2 separate regions of the Mus musculus genome follow, and region 1 is linked to region 2. Evidence: chromatin contacts called from public promoter capture Hi-C data. All regions are on one chromosome and are shown on one strand. The core of a region is the stretch at or near the end of the contact, and the rest is flanking DNA. Distances in the headings are between cores, read along the strand shown.

What was found. Capture Hi-C pulls out chosen DNA fragments and counts their contacts.
Region 1: a contact with region 2 is called in a promoter capture Hi-C map of adipose tissue. The contact joins the promoter of Psmb4 here to the promoter of Selenbp1 in region 2. A contact is called at or near these places in 6 of 39 promoter capture datasets (embryonic stem cells, fetal liver, macrophages and 1 more), 12 of 484 Hi-C or Micro-C datasets (the G1E-ER4 cell line, the HL-1 cell line, embryonic fibroblasts and 5 more), 7 of 115 datasets of contacts at active chromatin or transcription factors (the SCID.adh cell line, embryonic stem cells, epiblast stem cells and 3 more) and 3 of 9 other capture datasets (adipose tissue, liver and pancreatic islet).

What each region holds. Positions count from the first base shown.
Region 1 is chr3:94,884,359-94,889,137 of GRCm38.p6, reverse strand. It overlaps Psmb4 (proteasome (prosome, macropain) subunit, beta type 4), which reads left to right and starts at 2,180. Exons shown (of 7, transcript NM_008945.3): 1 at 2,180-2,369; 2 at 2,491-2,697; 3 at 2,917-3,063; 4 at 3,397-3,478; 5 at 4,105-4,221; 6 at 4,379-4,467; 7 at 4,698-4,779. The coding sequence starts at 2,230. The coding sequence ends at 4,710.
Region 2 is chr3:94,930,672-94,935,761 of GRCm38.p6, reverse strand. Selenbp1 (selenium binding protein 1) reads right to left here and starts at 2,679. Exons shown (of 12, transcript NM_009150.3): 1 at 2,600-2,679. The coding sequence starts at 2,603.

The sequences.
Region 1 (4,779 bases), core at 931-3,430, 46 kb after region 2:
CCAGCCCATGAAATGGGGCCACCCATAATCAGAGTGCTAGTCTCACCTCAGTTAACCAAACCCCTTTATAAGCACATCTGTAGGCCATCCTGAACTAGACTCTCTTCCTAGGTGACTCTAGATCGTGTCAAATTGACGAGTGAAAGAGTCCATCATGACAGTATAGGGAGGTCTAGGCTGGGCTGTGTAGAGAGCCTTGTAAGTGAGTCTGTAGAAAATACCCAACATAGAATGGTGACTCAAAAACAAACAAGGGCTGGAGGGATGACTCAGTGATTAAGACCATTTGCTGCTCTTGCAAATTGCTGATTTGATTCCAGCATTTGGTGGCTTACAACCACCTGTAGCTACAATTCCAGAGGAAACAGCACCCTCTTCTGGCTTTGAAAGACACCACACACATGTCCTGAACACCTGCAGGCAAAACACCCATCATACAAAACATTTTGAGAAGCAATGATGGTAGTTACTATTATTTTAGTATATGTATGGATGCAGCATGTGAGTGGCTGGTGCCCACACTGCAATATGATGTCAGACCCTATAGAACTAGAGTTACAGATGGTTACTAGCCACCAAGTAGGTTCTGTAAATCAAATCTGGGTCCTCAGGAAGAACAGCTATCTCTCCAGCCCCAAATAAACAAATCTTTTTTTTTTTTTTAAGAGCCACAGGGACATGTTCAAATAGATGGTAAACAGGGCTGGAGAGATGGCTCAGTGGCTAAGAGCACTGACTGCTTTTCCAGAGGTCCTGAGTTCAATTCCCAGCAACCACATGGTGGCTCACAACCATCTGTAATGGGATCCGATGCCCTCTTCTGGTGTGTATGAAGACAGCTACAATGTACTCATATAATAAATAAATAAATCTTTTTTAAAAAAGGATTGTATACACTAGAGTCTCTGAAGGAAATACAAGAGAATATTAGGCAAAATTAATATTCAGACAAATAATGTCTGGATTATATAGGAAAGAGCCTCTGTGGGGAGGGGAATCCTGGCCCCTGGGCTGGAAAAGTTCAGAGTAAAGGGTGGGTTGTGCCAGGTAGGGACTGAGGGATGCTGGGAGAACCTGGAGGCTATGTCGACTTGAATATGTTAAATATGCACCTCAGCCAATTGTTCTGGGTCAGAACTTCAACATCAATATTCTCTCATATGTGGAATCTAGGTGTGTTTGTATGTGTGTATTAGGTCAGGAAAGTAGAAAGGTGCTCATAAGGAAAAGGCTCTTTAGGGACCCGGGTGAAGGATTAGAAGGTAATAGAACACGTGTCAGTGGAAGCACGAAGGGTCTTCTTAGACAGGGAGGAGGAAGCAGGAAGACAGGGAAGGCACTGAGATGGGCACCAGTGAGGGTAGAGTAAAACGACATCTAGGATGAAAAGGCTGTAATGAAACCTATTGTTTTGTATGCTATCTTGAGGGGGCAGGGGAATTCCTCCACTGCCTCTAGTTCACTGTGGATTCTTTTTTCTTTTAATACAAGATCTCTCAGTAGTTCAGGTTGTCCTGGACTCTGAGTGTAGTCCAGAATGGTCTTGTACTGGAGGCATTCCTTCTGTTCCAGCCTTCTGAATACTAAGATTTTTCTCTTTCTCCCTCTTCTCTCCCCCCCACCCCCCCTTGTTCACCACATAAGTGCCTGGTGCCCTCAGGGCTAGAAGAGGAGTTACAGGTGATTGTCAGCCACCCCGTGGGTGCTTAGATTCGAACCCCAGTGCTATAAACGTGGGCCATCTCTCCCCTTGGTTTGTATCTTTTCTACCTTTTATTGACTGTAACGGGGTAAACCACTGTATCTTATGCTTCGGCTTCTTATCTATCAAATAAGTTGATAATGCCTGCTCTATTGGCCGGCTCTGAGAAGTAAAACAGTAAGAGAGCTTGGGTCCAGTGATTCTTCAAGCCTTGTTTTTGATATTGATCCAAAAAGCACATGGTAACAGGTCCTGGTGCTTGTCCCACACGGCCTGCTCCTCCTGAATTGTCAGAATACTGGGATCTAGGCATCCCTACTGCAGTGGGATACGGGGATGCGGCCTTGTGCATTTCTGTCAGTCTTGGCGGCTACTCTGGACCAGGACTCCTCAAACGGCTTTATAAATACAGAGCCGGAGTCCTGACCCATGGAAGAGGCAGGCAGGAAGAAGAGAGGCGTGGCAAAGGACCACTTCCGTTTCCGGTGACGCTAGCGCTTTCATTTCTGTCGGCTGAGGTGACTAAGATGGAAGCGTTTTGGGAGTCACGGGCTGGCCACTGGGCCGGGGGTCCGGCTCCAGGGCAGTTTTACCGCATCCCGGCCACCCCCAGCGGCCTCATGGACCCGGCGTCGGCGCCCTGCGAGGGTCCCATCACTCGGACCCAGTGAGTCGCGCTCTCACCGCGCCGGGAATGGGCGGCGGGCCGGGATGCGGGGACCTCTGATGCGCGGGCGCCAGCAATCGGGGCTCCGGCCTCGCGCTCAGGGACCCTTTTCACGATTCAGGAACCCCATGGTGACCGGGACATCGGTACTCGGGGTGAAGTTCGACGGCGGAGTGGTGATTGCTGCAGACATGCTGGGCTCCTACGGCTCCCTGGCTCGTTTCCGCAATATCTCTCGTATTATGCGAGTCAACGACAGCACTATGCTGGGTGCCTCGGGAGACTACGCTGATTTCCAGTATTTGAAACAAGTTCTCGGCCAGATGGTGTAAGTCGCCTCCAAGTGGAGCGGACAGCCTTCCGTTTATTATTCCTGTAGGCGGGATGGAGGGACTTGAGACTTTGGGTAATTGTTGAGACATTTGTGAATGTTTGGAATACTTTTTGGTATTGGGGGGGGTGGTCTTGGATTGTAGAATTGTGTGTAGAACAGGGAGTGGGATGGGGAGCCTGACCTGTTATCATTGCTTTCTCAATTGTATTTAAGGATTGATGAAGAGCTGTTGGGAGATGGACACAGCTATAGCCCTAGAGCTATTCATTCATGGTTGACAAGAGCCATGTACAGCCGCCGCTCCAAGATGAATCCCCTGTGGAACACCATGGTCATTGGAGGCTATGCTGACGGAGAAAGGTATTTGATAACTTCCTTGACCGCCTAACCTAGCACCTATGTAGTGTCTCTTCAGTCTTTAAACAGAATGGTTCTTTACACTTCTTTTGGTATTTGTGCTTGTGTAGTACTGTGTGTGTGTTTGTGTGTGCATGCATCTTCTGCATTGTGGATTCTAGAGATCAAACTTGGGTCATCGGGCATGCTGGCAAGTGCCCTCACCACCGAGCTATCCTGCTTCCCCACCCTCAGGCACTTTGACCCCAGAGAATTTCCATCTTTTAATTCAGACCTAATGGACACAGCTAAGAAATGGAAGATTAGATCAGTTCTTTGATGTGTTTGTCCCTCTAGCTTCCTCGGTTATGTGGACATGCTTGGTGTAGCTTATGAAGCCCCTTCACTGGCCACTGGTTATGGTGCATACTTGGCTCAGGTAAGTAGTGGGCCTAGCGATGGGGAGAAGAGAAATAGAAATGAGAAGGCAATGTTAATCTCTTTCCCTTGGAATTTTGATAAGAGAGGCTGGAATCCTAACGTTGGGCAGCTGGTTTTCTTTGTCTAAGGAGAATACGTTTACATTAACTTCCAGTGACAAGAAACAGCCTTGGAATGGAAACAGTGGCAGCCCTAGGCTTCCCCACTTTTAAGAGAGTCTTAGCTGGGCATGGTGGCACATATCTGTAATATTAGTGCACAGGAGGCTGAGGCCAGGAGGACCATGCATAGCAAGACTGCATGTATGTAGGCTGCATAGCAAGACTATTTCAAACACAAAACAAAGACTCCTTGGGTTAAGTCACTTTCCAAGGCTGACAGGCAGCCTGGGGTCACCATGGTGGAGGAGACAACCAGCACCTAAGAGCTGTTTTCTCACTTCTGCGTGCATGTGCACATACCCATACAAAAGAATTCAATGTCAAACAAACAAAGCCAGCACCTAATTCTTTTGAAACAGTGGGTAGAAAACTCATCCACTTTGGTGCCTGTTTACATGGGTTAGAGTAGGTTGCCTTCTGTTAAGCCAGTCTAATTTCTCCAATGTTTTGCCCGCCTGTGTAGCCTCTGCTTCGAGAAGTTCTAGAGAAGCAGCCAGTGCTGAGTCAGACTGAGGCTCGGGAGCTTGTGGAGCGCTGCATGAGAGTGCTGTACTACAGAGATGCCCGTTCGTATAACCGGGTGAGAAATGGGCTGGAAGGTACAAATTCTGGAGCCAGGCATGGTGGCACATGCCTTTAATCCCAGTAGGGAAACAGGGGTGGGTGGGACTCTGCATTTGAGGCGAGCTTGGTTTACATAGTGAGACGCTATCATTGCACGCTTTGCCTTCTTTCAGTTTCAAATTGCCACTGTGACTGAAAAGGGTGTCGAGATAGAAGGACCGCTGTCCGCACAGACCAACTGGGACATCGCTCACATGATCAGGTGAGCAAGCTACAGTAGGGATCGGTGACACAGGGAAGCTCTTGACTTTTACAGAATGGCTCTTCTGGAGGGTTCAAGCAGAAACTCTGTGTGGGTGGTTTTGGAGGGAACCTCTCCAGGTTGGGGGCGGGGGAACTCTCCAGGTGGGTGGTCTTGGAAATGGGGAGCTCCTTCAGAAGTTGATGCCTTTATCCGCCTTCATTTTCCCTAAATGTTTCTTCTTTCTTTAGTGGCTTTGAATGAAATCCAGTTGAATGTCCAGAGTGTTGAAGCTTTGCTCTTCTAAACGTGACTGTAGCTGGCTCAAAGGCA
Region 2 (5,090 bases), core at 1,430-3,929:
CAAATTCAGCCAGAGCAGAACCCAGAAACTTCCTCCATCCAGCTGGGGTCCTGAGCTGGGTTGCTGGTCACACTCAGGATTACACAATCAATCCAAAGCCAGGGAGTGTGTGTGTTTGGTCAAGACTGATGCCAGCTGTGTGTCCTTAGGCTTCTTTCTATTTTCCTAGTGACCACAGCTGTAGGGAGAGGCCCTTCCGGACCCTACAGTCTGACAAGACAGTTGCCAAGATTCCAGCTTTTTGAGTGTGGGCCAGACTGGGGAGGTTGAACAGGCTCATGTAGGTTGAAAGAAATTCTGAAGTGGAGCTCACAGGCCTGTGCTCTGCCCCCTGCCCTGACCCAGGTCCACAAGCAGGCCGGAGAGAGGTTAGAGACATGGGTCAGGTTAAGAGCAATGACTGGGGCTGGAGAGATGGCTCAGCGGTTAAGAGCACTGACTGCTTTTCCAGAGGTCCTGAGTTCAATTCCCAGCAACCACATGGTGGCTCACAACCATCTGTAATGGGACCTGATGCCCTCTTCTGGTGTGTCTGAAGACAGCTACAGTGTACTCATATACATAAACCGAATAAATAAATCTTAAAAAAAAAAAAAAAGAGCAATGACTGCTCTTATGAAGACCCCAGATTTGATTCACAGCATCCACATGGTGGTTAAGAACTGTAACTCCAGCCGGGTGTGGTGATGCACGCCTTTAATCCCAGCACTCGGGAGGCAGAGGCAGGTGGATTTCTGAGTTCGAGGACAGCCTGATCTACAAAGTGAGTTCCAGGACAGCCAGGAAAGGAAAAAAAAAAAAAAGAAAAAAAAAGAACTGTAACTTCAGCTCCAGGAGATCCAACACCCTCTCTGGCCTCACACACATAGAGGTACATATATGGTGCACATAAGTGCAAGCCAAACACCTATGCAGACAACATCAAGTAAACATGTAAGGAAATGATAAGGAAGCCTCAAGGCCAGAGCAGCCTCTTCTGTAGTTCTGCAGCCGGGAGATCCACATCGAGAAGGTGTTGGGGAGCCCGATCTCCCCAAGATCCTTCTGCCTCAGTCTCCTTAGCACTGAGGTGACAGGCATGAGCCACCACACACTGACTTAAAGGGGTGCAACACATGAAACCCAGCACTCAAGAGGCAGAGGCCAGAGGATCTCTGTCAGCCTGATCTACATACAGTGAGTTCCAGATCAGCCAGAGCTACATAGTGAGACCCTGTCTCAGAAACCAACCAACCAACCAACCACAAACAAACAACCCTAACAACAATAACAACAACAACAAATTCTGTTCTAGGACTCAAGAAACGGCTCAGGGGTGAAGAACACACCCATGGAACTCAGAACTGTCTGGCACCTTCTTCTGGCCCCAGTTGGCACTAGATACGTATGTGCTACACATGAACATACAGAAATGTTCATAAAATAAAAACATCTTTAAGAAGAGGAGAGAAGCCGGGCGGTGGTGGCACACGCCTTTAATCCCAGCACTTGGGAGGCAGAGGCAGGCAGATTTCTGAGTTTGATGCCAGCCTGGTCTACAAAGTGAGTTCCAGGACAGCCAGGGCTATACAGAGAAACCCTGTCTCAAAAAAACCAAAGAAGAAGAAGAAGAAGAAGAGGAGGAGGAGGAGGAGGAGGAGGAGGAGGAGGAGGAGGAGGAGGAGGAGAGAAGTGGAGGAGGAGGAGGAAGAGGAGGAGGAGGAGGAGGAGGAGGAGGAGGAGGAGAGAAGTGGAGGAGGAGGAGGAGGAGGAGGAGAGGAGTGGAGGGAGGAGGAGAGGAGTGGAGGAGGAGGAGGAGGAGGAGGAGCAGGAGGAGGAGGAGGAGGAGGAGGAGAGAAGTGGAGGAGGTTTATCCCACCACCCAAGGCTTGGTCCAGGCTGCTAGGTTGCCTGGGGTACCATCTTTCTCTGTGTGGCATCCTCCAGTCTTAAGCATTTTAAGCAAGGTCTATGACATTTTGAGTTTGGAGAATCCAGGCAAAGTTCAAGTGGGTTTTCAGGGTGGCCACTGGTCTTTCTACTAGCCCAGGGAAGAGCCAGCAATAAGGGGAGCAGGGCCTCAACATTCCTTCTGAAACCCAGACTCTCAGACTGATACCCAGGAGCTCGCAGGCAAAAGGATAAGAGGGCTGTGGGACTTGGGAGGGGCGCAGAATCAGGCCCTCAGTGCGCTAGTGTGGCTGCCCCTGACTTCCCCCATTGACTGGTGATATGAAGCAGCTTGAGAGATCCAGGCTGTGATGATTGTTCTTTTGTAACACCCGCCCCCCAACCCATTGACCCCGTGCTAAAACCAGAATCGTCTATTTACGAGGGTGACAAGCTGCACCGCTCCTGCCCTGCCCCTACCGAGGTCGGGTAGGATTCACAAAACCACCATTTCTGGTGGTCCCTTTCTGTTCCTTAGAACTTAGGCCAGGCTGAAAAATAGTGTGCATGAAGCTTTCACTTGAGCTGCTATGCGCATGCCTGTAGGGTAGGAACAAGAGTCCAACTCTTTTGTCACTGTCCTCCCCACAGTTCCGGGTCATTTCCTGGAAGGAGGAGGACCCTCCAAACTACGGGCAGCCTACACATGGTTTGAGACCCTTTTCCTTACCCATGCTGCTGGCTGGCTGACACTCGGGTCCTGCAGGATTTGCCAGGAACGAGCAGAGGCTCAGCAGAGACCAGTGCTGGTATTAAGTGCGGACTGCACAGGCAAGGGGCAAAGGGAGGGAATTTATGCAACCAATTGGGGGAGAGGTGGAGCAAGGGGAGGGACCTGGCTGCCTTCCAGGGTAAACTATAAAGGGCAGCTAGCCAGGAAGCTGTCAAGTGGCCTGGCTGTTGAAATTACAGGGTGTGTGTGCACGCACGCACACTTGTGCACATGTGTACGTGTATATACACATGCAAAAAACATCTGAGCCATTTTTGGATGCCTGGGTCTGTATCAAGTTTGTGTGCCTGTGTAGCCTTCTCCTGTGGGTTCCTATGCATGTGCCTTTATGTTTGTGTATGCACGGGTGTGAATTTGTATGTGCTTCTGCCTGGACGTGTATATGCCTGTGTGTGCCCATGTGAGCAGGAACCGTGTGAGAGGAGTGTTTATATGTATGCATTCACATGTTCCTGTGCCTTCAAATGCTCGTTTATGTGTCTGGCCATGCCCATGGACATTTCAGGGACCTGTTTGTTCCCACTGCTGCATCGAAAGCCAGCTTTCTCTGAAGATTGTCCTCTTCTTCTAGACATTCATGCTCCAAGAAACAGTTCTGATCACCCAGACCCCTCCCCCAGGCCTTTCCACAGCAGCTGCCCACAGAGCCAAGGCTGTAATATACACCAGTAAACCATTGCTTGCTGAAGAACTCTTTGTTTTTTTTCAGTAATTTATTTATTTTTATTCACTTTGCATTGGGATTGAAGCCCCCCTCCCCCTCCTCTCCACCCAGTCCTGCCCTTATAAATCCCTCCCCCTGTTACTCCCTCCCCACCACCTTGGGTCACCCCATCCTGGGACATCTAGTCCCAACAGGATTAGACATATCCTCTCTCACTGAGGCCCATTAACAGGGCTCCTCAAAGCTAGGCTGAGGCCTGATCCTGTTAACCCCGTGCAGGGCTGCCCTTCACCTAGGAAAGTGTGGGTTTGAAGGGCTCAGCAGGAGGACTATGTAACACTCTCTCCCATGGAGCCCGGGCTGCCACTGTCCTCAGTGTGAGGTGCTTGCCCAGGGAAGGCTCCTGTCCACACACTTCAGGGAATCCAACTGTCGGTAGACACTACTTTCATCTTAGATAAAAGCTCTGAAGTGAGGTTCTCATTGAATAGGGAAATGGGTAACGTGGGCTCAAGATAACCACCAGAAGAAATCGCTCTAGGTACAGTTATGATAGAGAGAAGGCCTCTGGTGGCAGGGCTGGAGCTCACGTGACACATTTTAAGCCACGTTTTACTTCTGAAGGAAGAAGCTAGCCCAGCCTGAGAGGAGTTTCTCTGGATTAACTCACCGCATAGAGTATCAGATGTAAATGCATTTTGTGGAAGGGAAGAAAGGAAAGTGTGTGTTGCAGGGTGTGTGTGTGTGTGTGTGTGTGTGTGTGCGTGCGTGCAAAACAGGGCTCAGGGCACTGGTCACCTTCCTTCAGAAGCCTGTCAAAAAGGTCATTTCCCCATCATAAAGTTCCCCAGCCTAGGTGTGGTAGCACACTCCTGTAATCTCAGCATGGAGTCAGAGGCCAGCCTGGTCTACACAGTAAATGCCAAGCTAGACTTTCTGTGGATTCAAGGCATCAGCTTCTAAACCTGGAGTTTACAAAAGTTCACTGAAAACGATGTAAGTGAGGGCTGGAGATACATTTAGCTCAGTGTTTAAGAGCATTTGCTGCTCTTGCAGATGACATAGGTTCAGTTCCCAGCACCCAACAATGGGTGGCTCACAAGTAACACAAATTCCAGGAAATCTAATGCCCTCTTCTGGCCTCCATGGGCACATGGTGTACATCCATAAGTTCAGGCAAACACATACAGGTTAAATAAATAAATAAATAAATATATATATTTTAAATGATTTAAGGGGGTAGAGAAAATGAATCAACAAAAATGAATCTCTTGGCTTCTTCACTGTCCACAATCAGCCAGCCAGCAAAGCTGGCCCAGTGTGTGCATCTTCCCTGAGGCTGCAAAGCTGCCCTAGTGTGTATCTGCCCTGAGGCTACAAAGCTGCCCCAGTGTGTGCATCTGCCCTGAGGCTGCAAAGCTGGCCCAGTGTGTGCCTCTGCCCTGAGGCTGCTTCCTTACTTGCCCTCCTAAATCTATAAATCCAAAGGAAGCACTGGCGAGTTTTGTTTGTCCTTGAGTCTGTTTTGACAACGAGCTCATTCCTGGCCCTGCACTCTGACCTGGCTGGTCTTGGCAGTTTCTCCATAGCACTCCTAACTTCTGTCTGCTGTTTTTCTCACTGACATCTTGCTTCAGAGCTAATGAAGCTGTTTTAGGGAGTTGTCCCAATCCAGTCGAGGGAGAGAAGCCAGCTACCAACAGAATCACCCCAGGGCCTTGGGCTTCCACAGTGGGGCTGGAAGGACCTCTTCCCATTCCCAGC